2 separate regions of the Sus scrofa genome follow, and region 2 is linked to region 1. The links are chromatin contacts, called in public HiChIP or PLAC-seq maps. All regions are on one chromosome and are shown on one strand. The core of a region is the stretch at or near the end of the contact, and the rest is flanking DNA. Distances in the headings are between cores, read along the strand shown. Region 1 has its middle 44 kb from the start of RAB38. Region 2 overlaps LOC102160855 (a long non-coding RNA gene).

Evidence for each region. HiChIP or PLAC-seq counts read pairs in DNA pulled down with a chosen protein or histone mark.
Region 2: a contact with region 1 is called in an H3K27ac HiChIP or PLAC-seq map of alveolar macrophages. The contact joins two enhancer-like sites. A contact is called at or near these places in 2 of 47 Hi-C or Micro-C datasets (embryonic fibroblasts and heart right ventricle) and 2 of 2 datasets of contacts at active chromatin or transcription factors (alveolar macrophages and skeletal muscle).

Annotation. Positions count from the first base shown.
Region 1 is chr9:21,682,623-21,685,691 of Sscrofa11.1, reverse strand. No RefSeq gene overlaps it. Among named protein-coding and RNA genes, the nearest start is that of RAB38, 44 kb to the right of the region's middle. Within about 2 kb of position 1,446, at least 20 of the 83 cell types and tissues checked have an H3K27ac peak or open chromatin away from gene starts, as enhancers often do. A contact at or near this core is called in alveolar macrophages, where this site is marked.
Region 2 is chr9:21,819,290-21,822,358 of Sscrofa11.1, reverse strand. All of the region lies in intron 4 of LOC102160855 (a long non-coding RNA gene), which reads right to left. Among named protein-coding and RNA genes, the nearest start is that of CTSC, 59 kb to the right of the region's middle. Within about 2 kb of position 1,513, at least 18 of the 83 cell types and tissues checked have an H3K27ac peak or open chromatin away from gene starts, as enhancers often do. A contact at or near this core is called in alveolar macrophages, where this site is marked.

The DNA.
Region 1 (3,069 bases), core at 197-2,696:
GCGCATGGAAGTTACCAATGATAACCTGTCATGATCAGTTTTGTCCTATAATTACCTTATTCCAAATCCCCATAACTCCTTGTTCTGCCTCTGCTCATTAGGCAAAGCAGACTCCACCATTTCTCCCATGGAAACAATGGGCAGGAAACTTTCTTTTGATACCACAGAGTTTGTCAGTGGAAAAACTAGTCCTTTCCACTCCTTCTGCCCAAACTCCTTTCTATAAATGAAGCAGAACAGTGATATAAGGCTTCTTTGATTATCCAGTAGAAAGAAGCTGAGATACCTTCATTCAAATGCACACTGTTGCAGGCACTGGCCATGAAGCTCACTTTCTTTGGCTAACAGTATGTGACTCCAGAACACAAGTTAATTAATGTTATGCCAATACTGTTTTGCTTCACCATGAGGAGATTGATTAGTCATGTATCCTGTTTTTATTTAAGCTGTACACCTTTTCCATTCACAACTCTAGTGGCAAAATAATTACTGCAGAAAATGCAAAGGTGCAGCCATGCAGACTCTGGGCGCTGATTTTGTGTTTACTACTAATGTTACCAGCTGGAGCCAGAACCGAGCTCAAGTTCAGCTACTCATGGCTCAGAAGTCAATATTTGAGAAACAAGGGTTGGTGGGAAAAGAAAGATGCTTTAATTGGGAAGCTGGCAACCTGGGGAGATAGTGGACTATCATTCCCCAAACCATTTTCCCCTTGCCAGTTAGAGGGAAAAGGGAGTTACAGGGGAAAAGTGGAAGGTTTCAGGGGTGCGCAGACAGACGCGATGTTCAGAATAGAACAGTCAGAAATCTGACAGTCATCTTGGAACTAGTCATGTCGTGCTCTGGTCAGTGTTATCTTAAGATTGTTTTAAACATAGCTAATCTGCAACTTCAGGGTCTGTTTATTCCCATTTCCTTGAGGCCGGTTCCTGGAATTGTGCAAGCCATAGAGTCAGCACTGCTCAAGATTCAGCAGCTTATGTCCTGGCTACCGTCTGGTTATCATATAGTTAGCTTTTTCCCTCTGATGGTGGTTATTATAGTATCTGCAAAACAACTCAGGAAAGTGCACTGGACACTGTTATCTATGTCTTTCAGGGAGGAACTAAAGATTCTGTGACTCAGCAGCTGTACTTCTGCTGTACTAATCTTTAACTGCTTGAGCCTGATCTTTGGTGACTCAGAGGAGGCCTAGGAGACTACAGCTTTTCTACAAACAGGAGACAGGGAGCACAGAAAATCTTTTGTACCTGGAATAGCTCCACAGGGTCCTGCTTGGCTTTACTAATTCAGTGTGTGACCTGGGTTAGTTCTTTCCCTGATGGGCCCCCAGATTTCCCCTCTGTGAAACTGAAGGGATTAGTTCCTTGCTTTCCAGGTCCTTTCCAGCATCAGCATCCCATGGTCTAAAGTGATTCATGGGCAGGAGATGACCATAGATTTTATGGAGCTCCACCTAGTGGCTCTGTCCCATACTGCAGCTCTAAATTCTCCCTGGGTTTCTTAGGCCTTGAGTGAGGCGCCTCAGATAGTTTTGGTTTGCTCATGACCTAGTACGTTCATAAACTGTAGAACAAGGGAGAATAGAGAGGAGTGGCAAAAAGAAGGGGACCAGGAAAAATACTTGTTTTGAGTGTCATATTTAGTAAAACCTTAAATTTAGATCAAATTCAGACTTGGGTACTATCTCTGAAATAATACAGATAGCTATTGAGTCTGTGAATGTGTATGTTTTAAGCATGAATTAATTAAATGTAAACATTTAAAATGTACTTCAGGTTTTGTAGCCATGTATAGATATTGTCACTTAAAATAATTAGAGCTGGAGCCTCAAATAAGCTAAGTAGTTTAAACTATTCTGACTTTTGAGAAATTCCATATGTAGAGAACACGGTTAGTACATGCCAAGCAAAATTCTACTGTGGTAGATTCCTTGAGGGATAAGTTCTTAGGGGAGATGGGGAAAAGCATGTAAAAATAATTAGTCCTATAAAATAATGAAGATGTTTCACTGTGTACCTGCTTCGTGATTAAGCTGAACACAGGACACAGAGTGGATGCAGGAGACGTAGTTCCCATTATCCTCAAGAGACTGATAATTTAGTAGGTGAGGCAGATGTTTATAGGCATGTTGAGAATATTATCTGTAAATATATGAGCTATGATAGAACTTTCTTCAATAACTTCAGTGGTAATACAACAGAGATATCTATTTTGTTGGGAGAGTCAAGGAATCCGTGGAATCGAAGACACAGAATACTGTAGAAGAACAGAATAGCAGGAATTCTTCACAGAATAGAAGCTGGTACTTAAAAGATAATTCAGCATTTTCTAATAGGATGGGGAGGAGCTCTTCAGAGAAACTGAAGAGCATATAACGCCACTCGTTAAGTGGAAAATGATTCACAGTACCAATGTCAAATGTGTCTGAGTGTTTAGAGAGTGAGGAAAGTCCATTTATCTTTTTCCTGTTCCTGTTATTTTCTCAGACAAAAGCTTAGCCCCAGTATTCATTTTTCTTCCCTGAAAGCACTAAAAAGTCAGCACAGCCATGACTACAATGTACCATGAAGCAAGTATGACTTGTTTGTAAAGAATATGGGCTTTTGAGGCTACAGAACTTGCTTTGAGTCCTAGCTCTGTGCTTTCTAGCTAAGTAAACTTGAGCAACATTTTAGCTCTTGGAGTTTTGTTACTCCTTTGCAAGATGTGAGAAAATAATAATACTCACTACATCAATTGTTAGGAAGATTAAACATGAGCACAAGTAATATCAGGAATGAAAGTGAGGACATTATTATTAGATATGAGAGAAATTAAAATGATAGAAATAATGAAAGACATTTGCTAATAAATAGTGAAATTTTGATAAAATTAATGTTACTTTAAAACACAATTTATTGTAACATACTCATGATGCACTATAAAAATTGAATAGTCCCATATCCAGTAAAAAAAAAAAAAAAAAGTATCTGAAAATAAAAAGCTTCCCACAAAGGAAACTCTAGGCACAGATAAATTTAGTGGTAACTTATTACAAACATTTAAGGAAAAAATAACACTAACTCT
Region 2 (3,069 bases), core at 264-2,763, 140 kb before region 1:
ACATTTGACCAACTTAAATAGCTTTGTCCAAAAAGGGAGAATAAAAACAAGCAAGGAACAATGACAACAAAAATGGTTTCCTTAGTTAAATACTACCAGGCACTGGGCCAGGCATTGGAGATCAAAAGTCACAATGCAAGGGAGAAGTCTTTAAGCTATTAGAGGTTGGTTTCTTCCTTCCTTCCTACCTTTCTTTCTTTCTTTCTTTCACTTTTTAGGGCTGCACATATGGCATATGTAAATTCCCAGGCTAGGGGTTGAATCAGACCTGCAGCTACTGGCCTCTGCTACAACCACAGCAACATGGGATCTAAGCTAAATCTGCAACATACACCACAGCTCACAGCAACAGAGGATCCTTAACCCACTGAGGGAGGCCAGGGATCAAACCCACATCCTTGTGGGTACTAGTCGGGTTTGTAACCTGCTGAGCCACAATGGGAACTCCTAGAGATTTCAAACTGAGACTTAGACTGTGCTGTTTTCAGGCATACAATGCAAACGGGGCAGATGGACAGAGAAAGAAAAATTTGAACATTTGGGGGTGGGGTATCTCTTTCTGGCTAAATGCTAACCAAACCACTAGCTGGTGTGATGTGTCCACTGCTTCACACATTTATGCCCACTTGCAGGCCCCCAGCCATTTCTAGGCTCTTTTATTCTCTGGATTGCCATCTGTAATTTGAATTTTCATGTCAGCATCAAGCTTTATGAGGAATCACTGAGCAACCGCTAAGATCTACAAGCAGCTATTGCACAGTTAACACAAATCTATAGACCAGGCTAGGTAGTGACACACCAATAAAACTAAAAATCAACCACCCTCTTTATAGGTGGTGTGGAAAGTCCAGTGAATCCCGCATTAAACCTCTGAGTAGCCACAATCACACGGTCAGCACTAAGCATCCTCAGAAAACAAAGGATTAAATGTAAAAATCATAACCAATTTTACTGTTTGTTTTTTTTAAGTGGCAGCCTTATCTGTATTTTAGGAAATTATAAAATGTGTTCTCTTGCCCTTGTCCTTTTCATGTCACCTCCATTCCTCCCTCCCCGCCTCCCTCAGCCATTGCTTCTGCTCCAATTGCCTTTTTGCTGTTTGTAAAGCTACGGCCACCCAAACCTATAAGGTGGTAGACGGCAGTGATTTTTATCTCACCCAGCTTGCTGCCTAAAATGCTGTTCAAATAGTAGGCAGCCACTCAATAACTGTGGATTAAATAATGAAGAAATTATAAAAAGGAATCAAATTATATGAGACTAAATATAAATATGAGACTTAAAACATAAGAATCCATTTAATCTGTTAGAAAAGTCTAGTCCTCCATAAAATGTTAGAATTGGAAAAGATCTTATACATCATTTGGTCCAATATCCTTATTTAGAAAATGAGGGTCATTTGCACAGAAAAGTCACATAGCCAGCCAGGGCAAAGCCAGGCACAGACCTCCCTCTGGGAGCCATGAAAATTTCTCCACCTCCTAAGTAGTCTTTTCTGATTAACTTCCCATTCTCAACACTTAGAGCTTTGGTATTGCCTTAGCCAGCCACTCAAAACCTTCTCATGATTTTCTGTCTGATAGGTTTTTTGTCAGTTACTGTGGTTTGTTTTTTTTTAATGAGTCAGACTCTTCTCACTAACTAACCGTACTGACCTTTTCTCAACCTTCCACTACTTCTCTTTTGTTTGAAATATTGTCTAAGTTGCCTAACTTTTCTCCTCTTTTTCAAGTTTAAAGGGGGAAAAACATGCCTAGGAGAAGGTGGTTTGGAAATTCTGTCCTCAAATATGATGTGACTTAAGGAGGGGAGGGGGGCAGTGAGGGTGTAGCCCAGACTGGTGAGGAAATCCAGAGCCAAAAAAATTCCAAGCCAGGCAGGAAAGGACATGACTGAGAGAGATCCAGTGAAGAGGTCCCTAGAGAACCTTTTTTGCAAAGGAATAAAATAAAAAGATGAAAAATCTCGCTGGGGGTATCTTTCCAAAGAAGTAAACAAGGTGAAAGTGAAACAAAGTCCATAGTTGGTAAATTCTTTCAAATATTCATTTATTCAACTGACATCTAGAAAGCCCTTCATTTGTACCCAATCTCATACTAGATGACTGGGCTACAGTGAAAAGAAACAAACCTCTCCTCGAGGAGCCCAGATTTAAGAGACAAAGGAATGTTAAAGGAAAGTTTCAGATGCATTGATTTTTTTGAGCAAAGGTCTAAGTTTATTTCAAACTTGCCACAAGGGTACTAACTTCAAAGAAAGCCTGGTCAAATCTTGCTTCCACAAACAGAATCTTTATAAAAACAAAACAAACAAAGCAAAACCACTGTCTTGATAAGACAGTTGGCCTAGGTGCAGAGAGGAACATCTGTTAAAGTTTATTGATCCAGCTCCAAGATTGTTACAAGTTTAAATTTGCAAAACTATGATGTATAGATCCATTTTGCAGGCTAAATTCTAATTTCACTGACCTGGAAGTTAATCAGATACACAACCAACTAGTAAAGAAAGATTGCTCAAGTATCTTATCTAAAAATAATTATATTTTTTTCTCAGATCTGTGACACTTCATGTCCTTTTTTATTCCTAAAATTAATCCTCAGAAAAAGGTGAGACAACATAAACTGAACGTTCTAATGTATACTATCTATCATGAATAAAGACAGCGACACAAATTTTTTGTGACTAATAAGAATTATTAGTAAAAATAAAAATAATAGTAGTAAATATTCAATGTCATCGCATTGAACTATGAAGAGACATGATCAGACCCTACTGAGAAAACTTCAGTGGTTTTCTATCCTTTACCACACTCTAAATGGAATATTCTGTCAACTAACAAATTCTCTCCATTTTGACTTCCATTCATTAAGTATTCTTATCATTATTTGACTAGCTGTAAAAAGCGCTTTGTGGTCAGAGAAACCTGGTTTGAATTATCTGCCCCACCAATTAACCAGCTTTGCAGGCTGGAAAAATTATTTAAACTTTCTGAACATCAGTTTCCTCATTGCTAAAATAGAAATCTTTTCTCAATTAGAAAATAGAATTCTCAAATAGAATTGTTACAGT